Regions from separate parts of the Anser cygnoides genome. Here region 2 is linked to region 1. The links are chromatin contacts, called in public Hi-C maps. All regions are on one chromosome and are shown on one strand. Each heading gives the region's core, a stretch centred on a gene start, on an enhancer-like site or on the middle of the called end of the contact. The rest is flanking DNA. Distances are from core to core; before and after follow the strand shown. Region 1 holds the start of CLIP1 (CAP-Gly domain containing linker protein 1). Region 2 holds the start of BCL7A (BAF chromatin remodeling complex subunit BCL7A).

The links. A called contact is a pair of places that touch in the nucleus more often than the background predicts.
Region 2: a contact with region 1 is called in a Hi-C map of liver, with 1.9 times the contacts expected there. The contact joins the promoter of BCL7A here to the promoter of CLIP1 in region 1. A contact is called at or near these places in 2 of 7 Hi-C or Micro-C datasets (both in liver).

The regions. Positions count from the first base shown.
Region 1 is chr17:2,667,827-2,675,550 of Taihu_goose_T2T_genome, reverse strand. It overlaps CLIP1 (CAP-Gly domain containing linker protein 1), which reads right to left and starts at 4,165. Exons shown (of 26, transcript XM_048073728.2): 1 at 4,010-4,165.
Region 2 is chr17:2,849,312-2,857,035 of Taihu_goose_T2T_genome, reverse strand. BCL7A (BAF chromatin remodeling complex subunit BCL7A) reads left to right here and starts at 3,622. Exons shown (of 6, transcript XM_066979324.1): 1 at 3,622-3,855. The coding sequence starts at 3,764. CFAP251 (cilia and flagella associated protein 251) reads left to right here. Exons shown (of 20, transcript XM_066979319.1): 19 at 1,218-1,319; 20 at 2,239-2,658. The coding sequence ends at 2,360.

The sequences.
Region 1 (7,724 bases), core at 2,916-5,415:
AGGATTCTGGCTGCATATGCTTAGGAAAGGAAAAAGGCAGAGCAAATTCCTACAGCTAAGAAACTGTAGTAAGAACAAGGAGATGATTCAAATGAAAGATAGTAAGAGGCTTTGGACCTTGAACCACCAGTCAGACATTACAGTAACGCTGTGAGAAGCAGTTCATTCAAGCTTCTATGCTGCTTCTGTATTTTAATTCCGCATCAAGGACATTATAAGTCACCTCACCTTATCATTCCATAGCTGGCTATGCTTATTCAGGCTCCTCAGTGCCTTGAGATCCTCAGTAAAAATATACCATTGGAGCATGAAGACAGACTACTGAATATGAAGCAGAGATATGAGAGGATGTCTTTAACAGTAAAAAATTATTTTTGGCTAGCAATATGGTGAATAATTCTTTCTCAGTCTTTCTTGATCTATGTTGCTATTTCTAAACGCAGTCTGTTCAATTTTTTTGAAAGATACCCATCTTTCATTAACAAAGAAATAGCTAATAACTATTAAAAACCTTTTTTTTTAAAAAATCACAGAAAACGTGATGCAAATTCTAACACTTCCCAGTTGCCTCTGTACACACGCATTATAAAAATGTCACTGCTATAGTCTATTAAAAGATCAGAAAGCACATGATCCTTCTAAGCACACATCATTCTCTACAGAATGAGTCAAGGATTGAAAAGCAGAGAAAGCTTTCATCCAAGAAAGTAAATTATTACTACCTCTTCTGAGAGGTCTACTATCAATGCTTACTACCTTTTCTACATTTTTCCAGGGAAGTTTCTAACTGCCTTTGCCAAAACCCCCCATTTTGATAACAAGAAAAATAATTTGTTCAACTGTCAGCACCAGCTTCTCCCGATGATAACACACTTTAAACCGCCTGGGTAAGTGCATTCAGTCCACAGTAACAATTCGTTCTTTGGATATTAGAGCATAAAATTTAATGTATTCAGGATCTAACGTTTATGTGAAAGTTTGAGAAGGAAAATATTATCTCCTGTCGGCCTCAAAACCAAACACACATGAACTAAGACAAAGGGCTTCTAACTCATACAATCGCATCTGAAGCGGCTGAAACAAAGTGCTTCTTTTTATAGTGAGAATTTAATTTTGATAGACTTGGGTGAAAGCGTAACTGCTTCACACGCCTTGAAAACATCAAGTCAGCAATCCTTTTTTAGCTCTCCATGTTCTTAGCCTTTTAAATTAGCACCATGACTGCTATACGGCTGGCATATAATAAAGTAGAAGTACAAATACAGAACTTAGATAAATATTGCTCTGATTCAATGGATGCTGCTGCCAAGCAGAAAAGGAGACTGAGTCAGATAAGCTAATTCCATCAAATACTGAGTTTCTCCCTTTGCCTTGCAATTTCCCTTTAAAATATGCTAGAAATACAGACAGTAAGGTTATAAAGATCAGGAAAAGTGAACAGCTTTTAATGGTGTTTCTCCTAGAAACAGTAGAGTGAGGATGTTTCTCAAATTAGAGGAAGGTATGGTAGGTACCATTCACTGAAGAGTTTTCTAAGTTCCTACAAGCAGTTGAGCAGGACACTCCAGGTGGAAAACTGCTAGGCAGGTGCTAAGGTAGAGACTTGTACCGTCTGTTCTCAGACGCATCTTCTAAATCCTTTCCAGTATTTCTGAGGCCAGGAGCTAGATATCACACTGTGGGTATTTCTAAGGGTCAGTTGTACCATTCTAAGTCACGCGAGTGTAACATCGTGCGTATACAGGACAGACACATGGACAAGATTGTGGATGTTCAAAATCATCAGGGACACAGTGCTGCTGATAGAGCTGGCTTCAGTTCTGCTGGTCAAGAAGAACGAAATGGTTGCTCCCGCAGAAATTGGCATCTAGCTCTGGGCAGCTGAGATTACAGCTAATGCAGTATATAATTGCCTTTCATTAAATAACAAAACACCATCCATCTGAGGCATTTCTAAACATGCCAGTCCAATAAGGATTCCAATGCGTTACTTTTTATACTTGCCAGCAGAGCCAGTAGTCCCTAAGGAATGCCAAAAGATTAAACAAGAGCTGCATTCATTCATGGTCACCATGTTGAAACATTAGAAAACTTGCATTTAACATACAGAGTTAACATTTGACCTGACTGTTTTAGAGAGAGAAAGAAAGCGGTTTTGAAAAATTCTTCTGGCAAGACAGATCACTATTTCTTTTGAAGGAAGATCTATTTTGGAACATTCTCAGTCACTCCCCCCAAAAAACTTCAACGGAGCTAAAAGGATAAAGGGAGGAATACTAAGGGAATTATCCAATCTAGCCAAGATAAGTAAATAAAGGCTGTCCTGGGTATTCACATTCAGAAGATGATAAACAGATACAGCCTACAGATCAGACAGGAAATCTACAGGAGCTCTAGAAAGTCACTGTGACCAGCTCATATAGAGCACTGCTCCTTCTTACTGTATTGTCATGTGAAGAAAGAGATTATTTCTTATAATACACCTTTGTGATGATTCAAGACAGATGTTTTTCTCCTCCACGCTAGAAAGCTGAAAACTTCTGTTTAAAAAGAAACCACACAAATTATGTAAAACTATTTTTTTTGCCAAATAAAATATTCCTCTTGATTCCTACAGATGCAGACAGATGATGTCACATTTCCAAGGTTTTCTGCTTCAGCCAACGCAACCCTGTCCTTCCCCTTCCAACACACAAAGCTTCAGTGCACTTTGGTACGCATGGGAAATTTTCTGGCACATGTTAAGACTAGGTGGAAACAGAACCCTGGAACACCATAAGTTTTAAGCAGAGAACTAATAAACCTCTGCCCGCTTTCTAGTCATTTTGTGTGTATTCACTATGAAGAATGTCAGTCCCTGAATGGTCACACATTCCTTACGCTATGATACTTTGTTGTTAAGGGAGAAACAAAAAAAAGAAAGTTATTTACTTTTCCTCCACTTTCCTCCACTATTTAGCTTGCTATCTTGTTACACGTGGTAGCAGGTGCACACAGACACATGCCTAAGAAAATCACTCTGTCACTGCTAGTTTCAGACTTACACGCATACTTCCGCTCTTTAAAAAAAACTCTTTGCAAAGTATGAGGCATGAAAGCATTTCCTCTTTTGTGCCTCTTTTCTTTCTTTTCCCTACATATTAACACAACCATCGTGTGCTTTTAAGTTGTGCTGCTCAGTGACCTCGAAGCAGCCTGTGAACTCGCACAGCTCCCTGTGAGACACTGCCTCCATTCCGCACGCGGGGAGCTGCGTGAAGGGAGGAAAGCCGTCATTTTTCAGTCATATTTTTAATCGTGACATATCCAGTCGCTGCCTATTCTTCCCTACGCTATTTCGAAGGAGCTTTTCTCCTCCAGGAGAAAACAACAACAGGTTGTTGGGTGGTTTTTTAAGCGCGCAGACAAAGATGCTACAAGGAAAGCAAAAACCCTCTCCTGATCCTAAGGCAGGAGCCTCGTTAGCGGGGGGATCGAGGATTACCTTGAGGAGGAGGAGGGCAGTAACGGGCCCTAGGCAGCAGCCCCAGTGACACAGCGGAAAGCAGGCGGCCTGCAGCACAGCCTCACGCCGCAGCACCGGGCACGGCGGGCACCTCACCTGCACGGCGGCGGCTTTCCCCCAAAAACCCGGGCCTGGGCAGGGAGCCGAGGTGGGTTTACACGGGGCCGGGTCTTCAATCGGTGCCATGCCGGTGGGTGAGGGGTGGGGGGGGCGGGCAGGCAGCAGCACCGGGACAACATCGCCCAGCCTCAGCCCTCACCCTGCCCCCGCTTCGGGGCCGGTGCCCGGCGCCAAGTTTGCGAGGCGCAGCGCGGCGGGGACGAGCCGGGCAAAGCCCCAGCACCCGGCCGCTGTCACCCGCGGCCCCCTCAGACCGGCCGGGACGCGCAGCCACGCGTGTGGCGGGGCCCCGGGGCGGCTGCCCGCTGCCCGCGGCCGCTCCCCGGCCCTCTCAGCGCCTCCCCTCAGCGCCCGGTCCCCCCGCCGAGCCCGGACCCTCCGCACCGCCTCTTTCTCCTCCTCAGCGGGGGGCTCCCGGCGGCTCCCCTCCCTCAGGCGCCGCCGCCCTCCGCGCGCGGGCCCCAACGGCGCCCTCACCGCCGCCGCCTCCGGCTCCGCGCCGCCGCCGCCTCCGCTCGGCTTCCCGGCCGCCTCCTCCTCCTCCTCCTGCCCCTCCGCAGCGGCGCCTCCCCGGCTGGCAGGGGCGGAGCGGGGCGGGCGGACAACGTCTGCGCCCCGCCGGGCCCGCGGCACCGCGAGGCGGGGACTGCAGCAGCGGGAGCCGCTCCCCCTGCCCGGCTCCGGCTCCCCCCTTCCCTCTCGTCTCCTCTCCTCGCCCCCTCGCTTTTCCCTTTGTCTCCCCCTGCTTTGTTCGCCCCCCGGGGCAGCCCGCGGCCGGGAGGTAGGAGAGGCTCTGCTCGGTCCTGCCTCGCCCTTCCCCGAAAGCGCCCCGCGGGGTCGCGCACCCCGACTTGGCCTTGGCCCTGTCCCCGTTCCTGTCCCCGTAACGGGGAGCAGGCAGCGCTGACCCCCTGTGGAATTCGCCGCTGCAGCAGATGAGCGTGAATGGAAGGTGGGGAGGAAAGGGTGGGGAAAAGAGACAGGGCGGCATGAAGCGCATAGCTCTTAATGGACGACTAACTTTACCAGGGGCTTCTTTTCTCCATTTTCCTTTTGTCCTGACGCCCAGGAATCTGGGATTCCTTCTCATCCTCTATTTGAATTTTCATTGTGCTTGTGAAGGAAGACCCTGGAACCTGGCATTCTTCCCCTTTGTAAAGTTTAAAGGGCTGTGGCAGTAGCTCCACACCACCATCAACAATTTAATATCAATTTTCAAGGCTAAATCAAACAGCTCAGCTTCACTTCTCTGCCTCTTTTATAAACAGGCAACAGAGTCCAGTCAAAGTTGGCCTATAACTCTGCTGAATTCATCACAAAGCAAACCTGTTTGCAGTCCCATAGATCATTTAGTTTATGCATGATACTATTCAAACAAAAGGGTGATGAGAAAGCAGTTCCATTGCTGGAGACCAATTGCAACATGTGATTCATTTTGGCTTCATTCTTTGGCATTAATCCAGCATGGTAAAGCACAAAATGGTGTGACGCAGTCCCCCAAATAATGGGTTTCAACTAGATCAGCATTTAGCAATGTTTGTTAGAATTTCACTTCCTAAGTGTAAAGTAGAAGCTCTTACCAAGGTCATTAGATGTTGAAACAGATACTCAAATCCATGTACAGCCAGCCACCCTTCTTCCTCCCTGCAAAATTTGATAAAGTTTTGCTGAAAAAAGTTCTGAATTTAATTATAGATTGTATTTAGAAGTACAAAGCCAGCAAATTATTGCTTAAAACTAAAAAAGTGACCCAGTAGTCCCTGGCTAAGGACATAATCCTTAACAACAACAATTTAATTAAAAACCTGAGAGTCAGACTCTTTACAGAACACTTGCACAAAATACCTGTTAGCTTCACAAGCTCTCAGCTACTTTTGTGAACATTTGTTTCTGCTATCACAGATTCAAGTTTCCTGTATTCATCTAATGTTAATACAGCATGTTTTTTTCCTCTAAGCATATTCTTCTCCATCATTTTTCTTCATTAATTTGATTTTTGTCTTGGAGGATTTATTAACATGAAGGTAGATTTCAAGAGTATTCAGTTCAATGCACAACACTGGAAGTTTTATTAAGCAATACTGGACTGCTGTATTTAGTATAAAACACATCAAGTAGAAGTCAGCTTACTATTGAAGATAGCGAACCGAGACTTGCAAGTTTGTGTTGGTCTTTCGCAACTTCACTAAAGTGTAAGCAGTAAGTAACAACAACGGTGAAATTATAGACGAAATATGGTTCAAATGCGTAAGCAGCTTTCTTTACTTCTTTGCAAAACTAAAGCTAAAAATGTCCTGTTTGTAAAGCAAGAATTGAGAATGATGTTGCATACATCAATATAAAGCAAATGTAGCTTTGCTTGTTAATGTCATTTTTTAGTGAGCAGAACCATAGCTTCAGGATAGAAGTCATCTTGTGGGAAACAAGGGAGTTAGTTATCCATCAGTGAACTAGTATCACCCTTCAAACCAAGAAAAAGTAGTTTCGGGACAATTGTAACTTAAGTTTAGTGAATTCATCCCGATTAGAAATGGTTGACTTCATTTCTATGTACCAGTGTACACTTAGATATATGCAGACTATGATAACAAAGAATGCATGTAGTATGTTCACATCCAATTTGTAGCAATCATTATAAAAGAAGATGCCAGTTCTAAAATTCATGGTACTACAAAGGACTGCGTATGATCAAAAGCCAGAATGTCTTTGATTCCAGTACTAGTGGCTCTCTCCTGAGCTGCATGATTTCAGGCAGATCAGTTAACACGTAACTATGAAAACAGGAATGGCTGGACGCTCCAGGGAAATTTAGGTTGCTGACGTAACTGCCAGTATCCTGGCCACAACTACAGGGTCTACTTAGAATTAAAATTATTCCCCTCAGTAATGTGGGAACATCAGCTGAAGGTGGTTTTTCAGCTTTGAGAAGGATCCTTAAGTACAAAAACTTTCTGAATGGCTAAAACATTATTCTTTTGGAACTGCATTTAGGGATATCCTGACGTAAGAGTTCCATTTTTTTTATCCAATGAGACATATCCATGCAAGTATACAATTTTGAATATAGGATTTTTTTCTTCCTCTGAATGATCTCTTCAATATGTACATTTAGCAATTTTCAATACGTACAAGTGATTTCTAGTTGGCCACACCTGCTTCAAAAAAAAAAAACAACAACAACAACTAGCTACTTTTTTCTTTTTCTCACTGAAGTGCTGCTTCACAAATCCCTGTACAGAAGTTTGCGCTATTATTTTCTGTAGTGGTTTGTTTTTGCAAAAACACAAGAGGATTCCCCCCCACTACCCCTGCCCTGCCTTTTAACCTCAGCAGTGCGTTTTGCTCATCTATTTACAGCTACATAAGATCCCAAGATTTAGTGTCCTAAAGCCTCGTGCTTGCTCTATATTTTTTTGCTTTAAATTTATGTCATTTAAATTGGCAGCCTTTGACTAATAGGTTAGACTAGATGAAAAACAGCCCTTTTTAGTCTTAAGTATCACGTATGAAACTCAGTAATGCCTTTGTTCTCTCTAGCACTTTGACTCATGTATATCACGTTTTTGTCCTCGAGAATTGAGTTTTAAAAAGTTGTTGCAGACTACATGATTGTTTTCACAGCTTAGTGGGTTGAAAGGCTACAAAAAAAGATTCTGTTCCCAACGTACTTAGTGTCCTTCTTCCCTAGCTCAAGGGTCACAAAAAAGCCCTGCAAGTCTATGTTCCTTGTTGGTGTTTTACACAAGATAAATTTGCATCCAATTTTACATTATTTGTTCTAACAAATGTGGGTAAAACAATAGAGAACGGTATTTAATGAATCCCTTGGCATATTTGTTTAAACAAGGTACTTAATTTAACAACAATGGTCACTGATTATGAGTGTTTCATTTTACAGATAACTGAGAAACCGTATTCTGTTAAAGAAGATAGATCATCCAAATCATTCTACCACCTATGTAAAAAAACAAGAGCTTGATTTCTCACCTACAGAGAAGCAAAACAGGTCTTTTGTTCCTATTGAGAGTGTCAAGCTTCTAAACAAAGGGTAAATCAGTTTTTGTTCAGACATAACAGCTAAGTATTAAGTTGCAAAAAA
Region 2 (7,724 bases), core at 2,373-4,872, 180 kb before region 1:
TTTCTAATATTAGTTTTATGCTTGCTAGTTCTGTCTTCAATTTCAGAATGTATTCACTGCAGCAAAAAATTAATCTGGAACTATAGCTTGGTAACCAGGGCAGGCGTGGGGAGCCACCTGCCTTAGGATTTTAAACTGAAAAATCACGTCTGTTGTCTCAGCTGCACTTCTTTTGCTGCTCTGGAAATTTCTGATGGTCTGAAGGATGTTTTCTGTCAAACGATGAGTATGGATCTTGGCAAACCGTATCCTTCCTCCAGTATACCCTTATCTGAATTACCATTCCCCACACAGTTTCCAGACAGGTTGTAAAAAGCAGGAAAAGAGGGTGACAAGAGAGGAGGGATGAAATTGGTCGGAGTCTTGGACTGAAGCTAGGTATGAAATCTGAAAAGATGGGATGGTTTCGTTCATCTCAATCAGAGGGAACACTGTAAAGGCATGTAAAAACGTACTTATGGCCAACGCTAGAGTGGTAAATTACATGCTGCTATTGTCTTGCTCCTGCTGTCAAAACAGGGAGCTTTTAGTGCAGCTGAGCACTAAAACAGGTAGAGGAAAATGCTGTTTTACTTAGCACAGCACCCAGTAAAACTCCTGGCCACAAAGATCTGTGGAAAACGAGGATTCAAGCAATGTGAGAAAGGTTAGTTATTTATATGGATGCTGTGAACATCCATAAATAGATAATTAGACAGGATAGAACAGTTTCATAACAAATCTATAACCTTATGCTTCAGGGTACAAGCCAACCACAAGCTGGGAACAAGCGCTATGTTCGCTTAATCCCAGGATATTAGAATAAAACTTTCCTGTACCATCCTCTTCCTCCTCTGTGCAGAAATGACTACAGCCCCAGGCACAGAGCTACCTGGTCTGTGGTCTGTCCTGGGCCATGAATTCAGTGGGAACAGCAGCTCAGGCTCCTGCAAGTGCAACGTAGCCTAAAGAGCCATCTGCATCAGATTCTCTCCCTTTGATAGGCATTTTTGCCCCAAATGCATGCAAGATAGGGGAACCATTTTCCTTGGGATCAACATTTTCCTGTGTTGGAATCATGTGTTCTGATCGGTGATGTGGCCCATGTCTCAGAGAAGCCAAGTGCCCTTCCAAACTACCCTTTTTTGTTTGTACATCGTTCTTGTTTGAGTTGTCTTCTGTTTTTTGTGCTAACAACACCGTAACCCAAGAGGCTGGTTTTACTTTATCGCATACAGGAGAGCATATGACAGAGGACGAGCTGGCACAGTGTCTGACCGCCCTGCTGGGCAGGCATTCAGAGGGAGGAAGATCTGACCTGGACACGTGCGATCCCTCAGGTACGGGATTAGCATTCTGCACTGCACAGAGGCAGGATTGCTTCACTTCCCAAACAGAGTAATTTAAATTGCAAGCCCATTACCCTGTTAGGCCAAGAGCTGTCAAAAACGCTGAGATGGGATTGCAAGAATAGTCATAGAGCCGTAGATTGTCCTTCGTCCATGCAACAGTTACATTGGTGTCTCTGAAAATAAATGAACAATGAAATGTAACTGAGACCTGACAGGATTGCATTGCTCTTTGTCTGCTGGCTTGGAACCAGAACTGGAAACACAGAGTGGAAGGTTTACACGCCAAAGTCCACAGGCAAAAAGGAATCCTGCACTATGCAAATTACAGTGTTGACTTCACCCAGGCTGCAATGCCCACTGTAACAGAACTCTTGATAATAACCATGTTTGTGTACAGTTAATTTCCCATCCTACACCGGTCTAGAGCAGTGAATCACAGCGCTGATTTCACCCACGTCGCTCTGCCCATTGTCATTGGGACTGCTGATGAGCACCATGCTTTGTGCAGCTCACGTCCCAGTCCCCACCAGTCTAGAACAGCGCCTGGTGAGCTGCTGGCAGCAGCTGTGTGCCGTGCAGGAACCACCTGGCACCGCACACCGATTGCAGTCCCTGGGTGCCTGAGGATCCCAGAATCATGTCAAACCGATGGAGTGTAAAAATTGTCTGGTCCCTTGGCTCTTCTGCAGTCTGTATGTACTGCAAGGTGATTCAGCCTCACACATTTAGCAGTTTTTCCCCGATAAGAATGTATAAAGTGTTAAGCTAGTAAGCCAATACTTTATGATTACTCCATACATCGTTAAAAGCATTCCATCCGCTCACTGCGACTTACAAGTATTACTGTTCTGGAATGCCATTTTTACATTGCTGTTGTGTGTTTTGTGTTGTTGTTACTGCTCTCCAGGTGCAGCAGCTTTGACTGGAGAAGAAATTCCAGAGGAAATCACAGCAGAGAGGTTCACTGCTGACATTCTTGGCTTACCTATTGCCGAGCCAGAGAAAAGAACAGTAAAAATCAATGAATAGTTGATCTGTGAAGACTCAAAATTGTAGCTGCCACAGTTTTCTACTTGTTCCCACTTTCCAACATCCTCTCCTCAAGTATCTGTGAAATTTATATTCTGTTTATTAAAAACTAAAGGTCACAAACTAAAGTCTGTAAAGAGCGACACCATGGTTGCTGCACTGTCTTTTTGCACAGATCACCCCTATCCTTGGCTAGAGCCTTCCTAGAACTTATTTCAGGGTGGGTTTATGCCAGATGCAGTCTATTTCCATTATGTTAAGAGGGTATTTATTTGTAAAATAAACAGACAGCAAAATAGCAATATAAAAGTATTGTATTGATTATATACGTTGATAAATGTCCTGTACAGAATGCTTGGACAGGCTAGACTGGGTTTGTAATTACACAGACAAAACCACCAGACTTCGGTGATGCAAGGAACGCTGTGATATACATTGAAACCAGGTTTCCCTTTTGGCCTTTGAAACTTTGGTTTCCTTTCTGAAAGTAGTAGCTCCGATTAGAAGTGCAATACCAATGGGACAGCATCTTACAGTGTTTGTATAAACAGCATAATGAGGCTGGTATAAGTTGCTGTAGAAAGATCAGTGAAGTGCTGTTGAACACGCTTCCTTCTTTACATCATCCTCAGCATCAATTTGAATAATAATGTAGGGCCTCGAGAAGCGTTCCTCTCAGTGGCGATGTTTGTTAAACAAGAGATTGCAGTTACGCACTCTGCAAGTATCCGCGGCTGTGCAATTAGCACAAAGGTGTGCGCTGGGGGTGAGTTAACCAAGTCCCACACCGGGTGCGCAGGTAACTGTCCATTTACTGATGTGCTTGTGTGTGTCCAGGGACGGGTCGGATGTGATCCTCTACTTTTAACCAGCTTCATTCCACAGCAATTATTTCAGGCAGCTCAGAAACCTCACAGCCACTGCCTGAGGGAGGGCCCTGCGGGCCGGGGGGGCTCCGCGCTCAGTCACGGAGCGGCCGCCTCACTGGGGGGCGCCTGAGGGAAGGCGGCGGCGCCGATCCCCTCAGCGCTGGGGCGAGCCGCGGGGGCCAGGCAGGCGGGGAGGGACCCGATCCGATCGGAGCGGACCGGATCGGATCCGAGCCGTTCCCCGACTCTCCGGCGGCCCCTCACGGAGCCCCCTCACAGCGCCGCCCCGCGCGGGCTGCCCCCGGCGGCGGTCGGCGGGGATGGCGGCGGCGGCGGTGGCGGCTCGGGGCGCGCATGCGCGGTGCGCGGGCCCCGTTGGCGGAGCCGGCGGAGCCGAGCGGCGCCGAGCCGAGGGAGCATTGTGCGTGCGGGAGGGCGGGGCGGACGGACGGACGGACGGACGGACGCCGCGCCGCATTCCCCGCCGCTGAGGCCGCCCTTCCCCTCCCCTCCCTCCCCAGCCCCCCAAGCAGCATGTCGGGCCGCTCGGTGCGGGCCGAGACCCGGAGCCGGGCGAAGGATGATATCAAGCGGGTGATGGCGGCCATCGAGAAAGTGCGCAAATGGTGAGCGGGACGCGCCGCGGCGGGACCCCGCGCCGCCCTCCTCCTCCTCCCCGGCACCCCAAAACCTCCCTCGGGTCCCCCCAAAAAACACCCCAACGCTCCTCCCCCCCCCCCCCCCCCCCGCTCCCTCCCCTCACGGCGCCCGGAGCCCGCCGGGCGGCCGCGGGGGGCGGGGAGCCGGCGGCGCCCAGAAGCCATTTCGCGGAGCCGCTCACAGGAAGGCGGCGGCGGCGGCTGAGGGCTGCGGCGGCTCCATTGTGCGGCCCCCGGCCCTCCTCGCCGCCCCCCGGCCTTCCTCACCGCCCTCGGTCCTCTCCTCACAGCCCCCGGTCCCCTTCTCGCCGCCCCCGGTCCCCTCCCCGCCGCCCCCGGTCCCCTCCCCGCCGCCCCTCGCCCGCCGCCCCCCTCACGGGGCCCTGAGGAGCGGCCCCGGGGGGGGGGCTCCGAGGCCGGGGTACCGCTTGAAGGAACCTCTTTCTTTAAAAAAAAAAACACCACATAAAACACCGCTCTACAACTCGAACGGCTTCTCTCGAATTTCCTACTCCTCTCCCAGCCCCTCAAGGCTCCGAGGTTTGCGCGCACAAAACCGGAGCGGGGCCGGAGAGGGCGAGCGGGACTGCCGCCTGAATTTGTGGTGAAACGGGATAATTAAAGGCTGGGTCTCCCCCCCCGGTGGAACGGGTCCCTTTTGTCAGGCCCTCAGCGTGTTTGGGCATTTTCTGCTTTTGTCTTTTTCGGCTTGCATCCTGGAAAGCGACGCGAGGTATTTCGGCGGCACAGCGAAGCAGCTGCTGTCAGCTCTGCACGGTCAGGCCGGTGCTTTGGGTGGGCTGGGGAGCAGTGCCAGGGTGACTCCGGAGAGTCTCTCTTCCAACAAGTTGACTCTCTGTTCCGTAATCTTAAAGTATTTTCAAACGTTTGAAATCCACGGAAAATCCCCTGGGTTGGTACTAATCTGCATAACCTTGTTTTGTTTCCAACCTGATGAAATAAGGGGGCACCTCTGTTAGGATGCGCAGCTAACTCTTCGGTTTCATTGAAAGAAAGGCAAAATAGGGAAATAAACGTGCCTGCTACTCCAGCGAAACGGGCTGTTGCCTTTTAAACGGCCCTGAGCACACGAGTGGGCCAGTTGGCTGGAGCTGGACAAAGAAGCAGGACGTGTGCCCGATAATGCAGGGCCACGGGATGGGGATCTCGGAGAATCCACCCGCTGAGGAAGGAGCTGGAGCAGCCCGGGCATCGCAGTTCGGTTGCTTTCAGGAACTCTCTTCCGCTCAGCTGGCGTTTTTAAGTGCTGTTCGCTGCCTAGTGGGCCAGCTCCGAAGGATCGGAACGATGTGCGGTGATGTGACAGTACTTTTGATCAGAGAGTCTTACGGCTGGATGTGTGGGACTGTAGTGTTTTGTCTGTAGGCATTTCATTCATGAGCGCAGCGTGCTTCCTTTGAGTCCTGGTTTGTGGATTTCAGGGAGGAGGAGAGGCAGAAGCTTGGCCATTCAACAAAACATCTAGATTTTTTTTTTCCCTTGGCAAGAGCTGTCTGCCATCATGTCAGTTGCTATGGCTTCCTCTTTAAAACAAATCTTGCGGTATAAATAGATTTTGTACACTTTAACCCTCATGAGAGACAGCTTGCTTTAAAGGGTTACTGTACAGAATCATGCAACGTTTCTTCTGATCACTGTCAGAAGTATCCTGTGGCTTCTTGTGTGTGCCTCTCACAAGTATTTACATAAACCATTTTTCCTACTTTTAAAGGAATCATAATTTGATGGTGAATCTCAAGATTACCCACCACCACCTGCAGTCAAGTACAGTGGAAAATAAGCAAGAGAGATTCTGTGTTTTGTGGTTTAAATGTTTTGAGAAGACTTGTGAAATTGAACTTTACACACTAGCAATTCCTGCATCTTCAGAGGAGCCACACAGGCAATTTCAAGTGTGCAGTTTCATTTGCATAATAGGAGCAATTTGTTGCCATCCACAGCTCTTCTGTGGAAATGCAGCCACTGAAGATTGAAACACCTTGCACGCAACACTTCATAGGACAGGGTTTTCCGAGACCTGTGCACCGAGAGTTTTCGGTACCGGAGACGAGGAGAGAGGCAGACAGTGCTTACCACAAAATTTCTGAACTGGTGGTGGGTCCAGCCATAAGGATTACCATCAGGTAATCCGCAAGTGAAGGGTGCAGCAGCCCCGCTGTGCAGGTTACTATGTGCCTCTGTTGCTCCAGCTCTTCGTGTGCCCATGGCAAGTCGGTTTCCATCAGCACAGGCTCTGTTCCTTGGAAAATACATATTGTTAGACAGCGAGCCCTTTGGTGCAGGTGCCCTATCTTCCCGTGTGTTTGTAGAGCGCCGAACGCTTCTGCTATTGCTGGAACTTGGCTTATAGTAGTAAACAGTGAAGTTGTTAGGCTGTTATCTTGAGATTAATGTGGCCCTATCTCCTTTGTTTAAACCACTCCTGTGAATGAGCTTCTAATTTAGACAACACTAAGACACGTGTCTTACAGAATACATGGTCGTGTTGTATTCATGTGGCAGAAATGTTAGATTTTTCAGGCCTAAAGAGGGCATTTGAACTTTTTTTTAACCATACTTATTACTTATTTTTCTTTCCATCTAGTTAAACAAAAGGAGTTAAATTTACTGGAATGAGTTGAAGAAGGTACAGGGTTGTTTTTTGTCTTAAAGATGGACAGAGATGTGTAGTTCTAAGTGGGTCCTCAACAAGAGAGAGGAAAAAATTACGGTGTCTTCAACCAGCGTTAGAAAGTAGTGGACTCTTGTCTTACAAGGCTGGATTTAAGTGAAAGAAAATGCAGTTATTTACTAAAAGAAAAGTAACGGGTAGCCAGCAAGCATAAGTAGCAGGTCGTCTTGGGAGGCAGTGAAATAACGTGCATGGGTAACCAGCACTGCTGAACCTTCGGACAACTGTGCAAACATTTCAGGACGGAGGCATGGTGCGGCTGCTGGGGGTAGGTACCCTGCTCAGGAACGAGGAAATCTCCTTGTGGTGGCTTGTCGTTGAGTTGCAGAACCTTTGTGTAAGTCATTTGGCCTTTTTGGGACCTATTCATCCAAGCTGTAATCTAGGGATTGTGGTAATACCTCATAAAGAAGAGGTGAGCGTGGATCGCTTCTGACAGTAGCTGAAGCGCCGTGGGTTTATTACGGCAGAGAGCTGGCTGTGGAGCCAGGCATGGCTTGGGCTGAAGCTTAAAGCAAAGCGTGTGGTGTAAAAGATGCCGAGCACAACAACCACGGGCAGTGAGATGGTGCTGCCCGGTAGCGTGCCTGGGATCTCGCTGCCACCAGTCAGCAGAACTCGTCGGTGCTGCTGCTGTAGCTTCTCTGTTCTTGTCTCCACTCGGGCTCGCTAAAATAGTTTTATATGGTATGTAATGCTCTGAGATTGAGCTGCTGCAGATTTTGCTGCCCTCGCTTCCTTCTTGAAAGAGATTTTCACTCCGAAAAGTAGTTAGGAGGGAGAACTTCTTAACGTGATGCCTCTGGAAAAGGCTGCCTGCCTGCTGCTGCCCCGCGCCCCTCGAGTTAGGCCGAGGGGCAGCTGAACTAAAACCACCCAGTGTGCGAGGGAGCTGTCTTGGAGTGCTGTAGCGCTCCAAGCAGTTACCATGGATGAATTGCAATATGGATTTTCTGGCTCATGGTTACTTCTTGTTGAGCCAGAGCGTGCTCTCTGACTTCAGTGGGAGTTGGACGTATGTAAAAGGGAGAGTTCTGTCGTTTGCAAACCGCGTTTCTCGTGACTGTAAGAAAAGCTGCGTGTGGCGACGTGGAGCCCAGCAGAACGTGGTTAAAAACCTGCTGGCATGCGTAAGTTGAAGGAG